2 separate regions of the Mus musculus genome follow, and region 1 is linked to region 2. Evidence: chromatin contacts called from public promoter capture Hi-C data. All regions are on one chromosome and are shown on one strand. Each heading gives the region's core, a stretch centred on a gene start, on an enhancer-like site or on the middle of the called end of the contact. The rest is flanking DNA. Distances are from core to core; before and after follow the strand shown.

What was found. Capture Hi-C pulls out chosen DNA fragments and counts their contacts.
Region 1: a promoter capture Hi-C map of adipose tissue shows a contact between it and region 2. The contact joins the promoter of Snx10 here to the promoter of Nfe2l3 in region 2. A contact is called at or near these places in 4 of 39 promoter capture datasets (the 3T3-L1 cell line, hematopoietic stem and progenitor cells, macrophages and 1 more), 5 of 484 Hi-C or Micro-C datasets (the G1E-ER4 cell line, Th17 cells, group 2 innate lymphoid cells and 1 more), 4 of 115 datasets of contacts at active chromatin or transcription factors (cardiomyocytes, embryonic stem cells, microglia and 1 more) and 3 of 9 other capture datasets (adipose tissue, liver and pancreatic islet).

Annotation. Positions count from the first base shown.
Region 1 is chr6:51,522,589-51,527,406 of GRCm38.p6, reverse strand. Snx10 (sorting nexin 10) reads right to left here and starts at 3,504. Exons shown (of 7, transcript NM_001127349.1): 1 at 3,373-3,504.
Region 2 is chr6:51,431,379-51,435,749 of GRCm38.p6, reverse strand. It overlaps Nfe2l3 (nuclear factor, erythroid derived 2, like 3), which reads right to left and starts at 3,081. Exons shown (of 4, transcript NM_010903.2): 1 at 2,337-3,081. The coding sequence starts at 2,843.

The sequences.
Region 1 (4,818 bases), core at 2,255-4,754, 91 kb before region 2:
TAGCGTACATATGTGCACCCCAGCAAGCACCCACTGTGCACCCCATCAAGCACCCACATATACACACCAGCAAGCACCCACATATACACACCAGCAAGCACCCACATGTACACACCAGCAAGCACCCACATATACACACCAGCAAGCATCTACCTGTACACCTCAGCAAGTACCCACATATACACCTTAGCAAGTACCCACATATACACCTTAGCAAGTACCCACATATACACCTTAGCAAGTACCCACATATACACCTTAGCAAGTACCCACATATATGCACCAGCAAGCACCCACATGTACACACCAGCAAGCACCCACATATACACACCAGCAAGCACCCACATATACACACCAGCAAGCACCCACATATACACACCAGCAAGCACTCACATATACACACCAGCAAGCACCCACATATACACACCAGCAAGCACCCACATGTACACAACAGCAAGCACCCACATACACACACCAGCAAGCACTCACATGTACACCCTGGCAAGCACCCACCTGTGCACACCAGCAAGCACCCACATGTACACACCAGCAAGCACCCACATGTACACAACAGCAAGCACCCACATGTACACAACAGCAAGCACCCACCTGTGCACACACACAGAGTACAATACTAAATAAAGCTTAAAAGGGCAGAGCCTGGCATACAGGAGTCCTTTTATAGAAACCTGCAGCACATTTGCTTGTTGATTAAAACTGTAAGCTGAGTTTGGAGAAGCCATAAATAGCTTGATGCCTTAGTTTCCCCAGATGTTAGCTGAGGGAAATAATAAAACTGGCTTTATAATTTGCCATCTGATTTAGTGAGACTAACACACAATGCTCAATCCAGTTCCTCACCTATGCTAGCCAAGTGCTCTACCACGGACCTCCCCTCAGCCGGCCCTCCACCACCACCACCCCACCCCACCCGCCTTCCCCTCAGTTTCTGAGAAAGGGTTTCTCTGTGTAGCCCTGGCCCTCCTGAGCTAGCTCTATAGACCTGACTGACCTCTAACTCATATACCCTCCTGCCTCTAAGTGCTGGGATTAAAATCATGTGTCACCATTGCTAGAAAAAAACCCCTTCAAATCATCGGGTGGCGGCACAGGCCTGTGACCCCAGCACTTGGAAAGTAGGGGCAGGAGGACCGAGGGTTCAAAGCCTCAGCTCCGCACTGAGGAGTAATTAATTAAATTAATAACAATAATAGTGTCAGATATGGCGGCTCAACACCTGTAGCCCGAGCACTTGAGAGTTCAAGGCCACCCTCAACTACAGGTTATAGTAGTTCACGTCTGTAATGGAAGCACTCAGGGGGAGCACTCAGGGGGAGCACTCAAAGTTCAAGAACAACCTCTCCCACACTGCAAGTTAGAGAGCAGGCTGGACCACGTGAGACATAGCCTCAAAAAAAGAAACCCTCCAGGTGTTGAGCCACCATATCCGACACTATTGTTGCTATTGATGAATTCATTACTTTTGAGGGAGACTCTCGTGTGGCTCAGGGCTGGCTTCAGGCCTAGCGTGGTAACACCTTTAAGAGCAGCACTTGGGAAGCAGAGGCAAGGAGATCTCTTAGTTCAAGGTAAGCCAGATCTACATCGTGAGCTCCAGGACAGAGTTTTGTCATTTTTGAGACAAGGACTCATAAGGATGGCCTGAAACCCCTGATCCTCTTGCTGCCACCTCCCAAGTGTCCTGATTACAGATATGCACCATCACGCCTGACCTGACCTGCCAGCAATGACTTAAGTAGCAAACAAGGGCACCAAGAATTCAACTCAGAAGGGTCTGAAACCAGAAGTTGTGGCTAACACAATGTCCTATATAGCTTCTAGCTGGAACATGGTATAGAGAGCTTAAATGTTAACTCATACCTATTATATTTCAAAAAAAAAAAAAAAAGTCCTTTGGTGATAAATAACAGCCCTAAAATCTAAGGGACATTCCACTTGGCCACCATCACTTCAGCCAAGGCCCTTCTTTTATAGGCTGGACCCTATTCTCAGGTGGTTGTTACATCCCAGCCCCAATACCAAAAGAGGAAAAACAAACTAGTTCCCCAATTGCTTAACTCAAAAATGAAAGTAGTGCCATGCCTGGACTAAGAGAGAGAGAGAAATGAGGACTGTGTGGCAAAGGAAACACTTTAACACAGAAAGCATGATGGCGCTTATTTCAAGACCCCAAACTCGGAAGGTCTTCCCATCAGTGAAGTAAAGGAAGTGGGTAACAGTTCAGAGCAGTGGAGAAAGAAGCACGCAGGCCAGAAGGCTGCAACCCCACCCCACCACCACCATGGGCACACCTTCTTTAGGGCAGTGCCAGTCAGGCCCGTGTCTGTAGCTAAGAATGCACTGACAGAACCCGGGATGGATGGTCTGGATAACTTGAGGAAACTGCTAATGAGGTCTTGAACATCTCCACACAGTCACTTCTAAATATATCTACACTTATATCGCTATTCAAAACAGTCTGTCAGTCAACCACTCCTTTAAAAATAAACGGGAGCTGGGGTGCAGCGCAGTGGTAAAATGCTTGCTAATGACATGCTCAAGACCATGGGCCTATTCCCAGGATCAGAAGGGAGGAAGACACGGAGAGGTTGGGTGCAACCCGAATGACTGTCCCGTTGTATCCTTGCCTTAGCGACAGGAATCAAGCGAAGTCACGCTTGATTGTTGCCAGGATACTTAACCTCCTCCTTCTCCTCCTCCAGAAAAGCCCCCCTCCCCCCCCCCCCCCGATTGGCCACTGGTTGAAGGAGTTCCATAATACCCCCAGCCCACTTCCGGCCACTCCCACAAGCCCACTCCCCGGACGAGAGGGATTTTCACACACCCCTCCCACCGGGTGCATGCTGCTCCACCCTTGCAGACCTTGGTTTCCCCTGTCGCAAACTAAAAGGGTTGATGGAGATCACGAAAATTGAGATCAGTGTTCTCAATTTCTGATCCATCGCTCTCCACGCGCCTGTGCTTTGCGGAAGCAGACATCCCGTGACCATCCCCTTAACAATACTTGTAATTTTAGCAAAGGAGTGTGATGTGTCCAGAACCGATAAAACAGGCTGTTGCTTCCCAATCTCAGCAAACCCGATCATCAGCTCATCAGCGTGGGTTTCCTCCGCGGCCTTTTCCATCAATCCCACAATCCCATGAAAGAGAAAAAAAAAAAAAAAAAACCTCCCCTGGCCCTCCCAGCCTCTAAACTCAAAGGTGCCTGGCCTTGTATTCGGAAAGAAGTGGGGGTCGGGGAGAGAACCTGCTCGCTCCAGCAGCCCCGGCGTCCCCAGCCGAGCTGAGCAGGTGCCGGGGCAGGCGCGGCGCCCGCCACCCGACTCCCTCCCTAAGGCTCAGTTTACTCACACGCGGTTCTGAACGCCCGGCCCGGAGCACGGCGGAGTTTGCTGACTCAAGGCGCGGCGGCGACGAGCGCCTAAGAGCGAACCCGAGGAGCGCAGCCCCGCGTCCAGCGCACGCAGCGCCCCGCCCCGCCCTGCGCGCCCGCCGCCGCCCCCCACCCCCACCCGCCACTGCCAGCCTTAACGTAGGAAAGGCCACCTAGCTAGCGGGTCTTTCTCCCTACCCAGCAGTGAGGAATCAAGATGAGAGAAGCCAATAACAAACAAGCATGACTAGATGTTAGCAGGATCTCGATGGAGGGCATATACTGTTTGCTATAACAATATTTTTAATATCTCCGTAACTTTTTAAAAAATGTGTTTTCATGTACGATGAGGAGAAAGCTATGAGAGTCTGCCAAAGATATGTCCGGTTCCTATAGATCATCTGAGCTGGCTCTCACCCACCTGTGTGCATGGCTCAAGGCTGAGAGCACTTTTTGCCCTTGCAAAGGACCTGGCTCCCAGCATCCATACAGTAGCTCACAACTGCCTTTAACTCCAGTCACCACCCTCTTCTGCCCTAGCACTCACGTGGTGCACATACATCCAGGAAGCCAAAACAGTCATAAAATAAAATAAATAAATCTAAGGACAAAAAAGAAAGACTCAGCGAATCTTGGACCATCCAGCATCCTCCTAGAAAAGTTGTCCATGACTATATTCCATAGCTACACTGACCTCCTGAACAAAACTTGCCAAAATGCAATGTCTTATCTTAGACTCGTATCTCTGAGTGCTGCATCATTGTTTTTTTTTTTTTTTTTTTTTTGCATCATTGGTATTTAATGACCTAAAATTGCACCCAAACTATAATACATGCAACCATCGTTTGTTTTGCTTTTTGTATGTTTGTTTGTTTTTCGAGACAGCGTTTCTCCTTATACCCCTGGCTGTCTTGGAACTCACAGATTTTTGAGTTTAAGGCCAGCCTGGTCTACAAAGTGAGTTCCAGGACAGCCAAGAATACACAGAGAAACCCTGTCTTGAAAAACCAAAAAAAAAAAAAGTACAAAAACTTTACTATGAGAGCATTTAGCCCTGGAGATTGAGAATTGAATATGTGATATTTATACAGCTTAAGCCTAGGATCTTAATGTATTGTTTTAAGCAATCTGGGCACATTTCAAACCTATGTTCAAGTAATGTCTACAAAAATTCACCCTAATGGAATAGTCATTTACTTTATACTTTAAGTACTCAATAGCTGGTTTTAAACTACAATATGTTAGTATACAGTATTGGAGGACAATAGAATTTGTTATATTTTGTTTTTGTTTGTTTGGTTTTGTGTTTATTTAAGACATGGTCTTAATATATATAGCTGTCCTGGAACTCTATGTAGACCAGGATGGTTTCGAACTCACAGAGATCCGCCTGCCTCTGCCTCCCAAGTGCTGGGATTAAAGGT
Region 2 (4,371 bases), core at 1,832-4,331:
AAAAAAATGCAAGTCAGGCATGGTGACACACACCTGTAATCCCAGCACTTGAGAAGTTGGGACAAGAGGAGTAAGAGGTCCAGGCCAGCCTGGTCAATAATGCTCAATAAAGCTAGTGTGGTTCGTGCCTGTAATCTTATATTAGAGGGGGAAGGGGAAACCTCAAGAGTTCAAGATCATCCTCGGCTCCATAGCAAGTTCAAGACCAACATTCTATTACAAAACACCCATCACCACCACCACCACCACAACAAACCCCAATTGAACATACCACAAACAAATTCTGCACCAGAAAGCAGTTGTCTTGGGGCAAGGAGCCAGGCTGAATAAGAAGCTAATTCACTCCATCGCAGACGCACTCTAATGGGGAGAGCTTGAGCGCAACCCATGCATGGTACTTAATTAATATACCAGTCTGGGAGACTGAAGATCCAGTTCTCAGTCCACTTCCGCCATTAACTATTGCATATCTTCAGCCGAGTTTCCTGACCTCTTTGGGTATTGTTTCCTCAAGAACAGACAGACAGACAGACAGACAGACAGACAGACAGACAGACAAGTACAGGGCATTTCCACCATGGCGCTGGAAAGGCCTCAGCAACTGATCAGCTTGACTGAAAAGAAACAACCCCCACACGGTTACCCTGGCCTTGCAGAAGCACCTGCAGCCCAGCCTGGGAAGGCACTGTCAAGAGAGTTGCTGGGGGTCTGGTGGAAGACTGGAGGGCATGGGACCACCGTGGCTTTGTTCTCTCCTCCTCGAAGAAAGACAGACTCCAGGTCGTCCTTGTGAGAACCATTGACACAGAGGGTAAGAAGGGAGAGGGAGGAGCTGCCGGACGCCTGGGTTCAGATTCTGCCCACCATAACTAGCTGGTTCTGGTACCTTGCACAAGTTTTTAAACCCGTGTTTCAGTTCCCAGGCCATCAGAGCTGCCTCCAAAACCAGCCCACCAGTCTAGATAGGTATCAACCAGGCAATGGTAGGAAGGAAGCCTTCAGAGAGAAAATCTTCTATTCCCTTCAAAGGTCTGTACACTTAGCAAGCTGGATGACATTTGGCTGTGAGACTGGTGTGGCACCACCTCGTACAGAATCCACCCAGGGTTTCAAAGTCACACTTTGCAGGACCAGAAAAGGTGTGGAGGTAGCAGGTACTCTCCTAAAATGAGAGATGCCTCTCCTCGGGTGACACCCTTCCCTCTTGGGAGTTCAGATCCATAGACTGGAAGAGGGAGTGGCTTCCTGTTAGTTCTAAACCATCAGGGGCCTATCACCGCTAGCACTAACCCCCACCCTATTAGCTCCCTTCCCAGAGAGGAGGAAGGGATCAGAACAGCCTAACAATGAATCACTAGCACCTCTCGCAATGACCCCTCCAAGAAAGGGTGGAGGAGCCCGTCAGACAACTGCCTACACAAACGGTGATTTTGAACAGCCGCAAACAAACCAGTTTAGTTCCAATTCCCATTTTGCACAAGACTGCTTTTCACAAAAACAACCTCCTACAAACACTTGTGGATTGACATCAGTTAACCTCAAGCACTGGGCCTAAAAGGGAGCCAGTTCCCCCCCCCCCCCACCCGCACCCCCTGGGAGACAGGAGCGCTTTAGTTGCCAGGTCTTTCCTGAGGTTTTCGCCCACAGATCTTGCAGAACTGTTTAGAAACAAAAAGTTCAGCTGCAGGGGAGCACCGGCAACCAAAGGGAACTTACTACGTGTCATGTTTATGTCAATTATGGATTTCACACGTCCCATTAGGGAGTATTCTCAGGCAAGGGTGGGATGGTAGATCACAGAGAGACCACCTGCACTGAACACCGAGCCTACTTAGTCCAGGAGCACAACAACACATCCACAAACGTTTAAACTCAGGGCAAGGATCGTGTCTCGGCTTAGGTGCGTGGTTCTTCAGAGAGATGCACATCTTCTCAGGGGCTGAGGCCTCCTTCATATTCTCTACTCCGGTACAGGTTCCCCATCAAGGCATCTTAATGCATTCGGGGTACGATTAAAGGCCACGTCCAGACAGCACCATTCCCTCTAGCTTCCCCATTACCAAAATACCCTCCACAGCCATCAAACACAAGGAAGGGTGGTCTCTGCACGCAATGGATTTCATACACTTTCCCTAAAAGCAAATCCCCAGAACTCACCCTCTTCATTCAAAAGGAGGCGGGGCACATTTGTCCCGCAACCTGTAACTACCTAGAGTAGGGAGAAAAGAGAGCCCGGGTGTGACCCTGCCTAGTCATCGGGACCCTAGAGCTCGGGGCCAGTTCTTTCTGCCCTGGAGGGCGTAGACGTGCTTCTCGCTTGCGTTTTTTTAGGTTACCTGGCTCCCGCATCCGCCTGCATCTGGCACCTGCGCCGTCGGTTCGGCCGCCTTCTCCTCCTCTTCCTCAGCGGCCAGAGGGCTGCTATGAGCCGCTCGGGGGTCCCCGCCGCCCGCGGATGCTGACTGGCCGCCGTCTCCCACGGCCGACGAGGCGGCGGTGCCGAGCAGCCCGTGGGCCCCGTCTGCGTTCCCAGTCGCCACGCTGTGCACTAGCCACGCGTCCACGCGGGTGCGGGGAATGAAGGGGACCCCGAGCGCGCGCACTTCGTGCAGCAGCCGGCCTTTGGCAGGTAGCAGGGGGGTGCGTTCCCAGCCTTCCGAAGCCGAGAAGGGGTTAGAAGCCGAGGCGGGGCGGGTGGGGCAGAGTGGGAGCAGCTCTTCCCAAAGTGCGGCGGCCGGCGGCGGCAGGAAGAGGTCCAGGTCCACACGGAGCCCTACCAAGCTCAACAGAATCGTGAGTTGCAGGAGGCCGCCGCCCGCCCACCAAGGCTTCGGGAGCTTCATCTCCCACGGTGCGCCGGGGATGCCTGTGTCCACCCGGCTTGGCACTACAGCCGCCCCTGTGGCACCAGCCGAAAAGACAATGGACCAGGGCGTACAAGGGGCCGTTGCAGCCTCACCCCAGCCAGGCACAAAGGCGCTCCCTCGGCTGCCCACACAGTGCCTGGCGCGGCCGGGGACCCAGAGAGGCGGAGGAGACACCTGCAACACCCAGCTCTCAGAACCCGCCCCATTGCCTGGCAACGCCCACAGTTAAGTCCCGCCCCCTTCAAACTTCGCCCCGCCCCGAGCCGCAGGCACAGCCCCTGGGACACACTCATATCTGTTCTGGGCTCCAGGCCTCTTTATAGGAGGAGTTTCAAAGCATTTTGGAATGGAAGCAGATTTAAAGCTCCCAGATGCCCCTGGCAGCCCTGTGGTAGTGACCTGGACCACTCTAGCTGAAAAAACCTATGGGTGGGAGTGGAGGAAAGTTGGAGAAGTTGGGAGGAGACAAGGATGTTTAAACTAGGGAGAAAGTAGCCAGTTTTGAGCACTAAGCACAAGTGGTCACAGGTGGGCAACTACTGGCCAGCACGGAGGGTAAGAGGAGTAGACCCTAAATTCAGATTGCACCCCCATCACCAGACAGCGAGGGTTTCTTAATAATCAGTGTTTCTGTTTCCTTGTCGGCAAAACAAGGAGAATAGTACCCCAAATAGGGATTCAGGGAGATCAGATGAAATCTACGAAAGTCAGGAATCGATACAGATTCCAAGCCTCCTTTTCAGTGAAAGAATATTATATAGACACATGCACATATCTACACCTTTACAGAGTCTTCACTATTCCCTAGACATACTTTGCAAATTGTTAGTCTTCTCTCATGGCATTTTTGCTTCATACCTGAGGGCTGAGAATACCAGCTCTACAGGACTTGTGTGTGTTCAAATCCACCAGCCCCAACACTGCTTTCTAGGTTGAACTTAGGCAAAATTTCACTTTATGTGTCTTTCCGGAGATTCGGGCAAACCATCAAGCACAGGCAGGAAGTACTCTATTATCTGTGGGTTGTTGCCCCCTCATCTTCTAAGGGGTAGCCCCCTAAAGCTCCATCCTCTGAATATTCAGCATATGGGATTAATCTCTCTCCCATCTGTTCTCCCACAGAGCTTTCCCCAGCTGCCAGCATTGCAGCACTTGGCCTATTCTACTTTGTGGTTTACAGAGGCCGAGGGTTAGTATGACTTGACTCTTGTAAACTCTTGAGGGCCAGGAACCTGTTTGGCTCACCTTTGTACCTACACAGTACCCAACATGGGCTTTGCAAGTGGAGATTTTACCAAGCCCTCCTGGTTCCCCCTGGGGAACCTAGCCCCACTTAGGGTTTGTCAACTTAGAAAATTTGTAAGATGCTCTCCCTTCTTCCTCCTTTCCTCTCCCTCCCTCCCTCCTTCCCTCTCTCCTCCTTCCCTTCCTTCTCTCCCTTCCTCCCTTTCTCCTTTCTTCCTTCTCTCCTTTCCTCTCTCTCTCTTTCCCTCCCTCCCTCTCT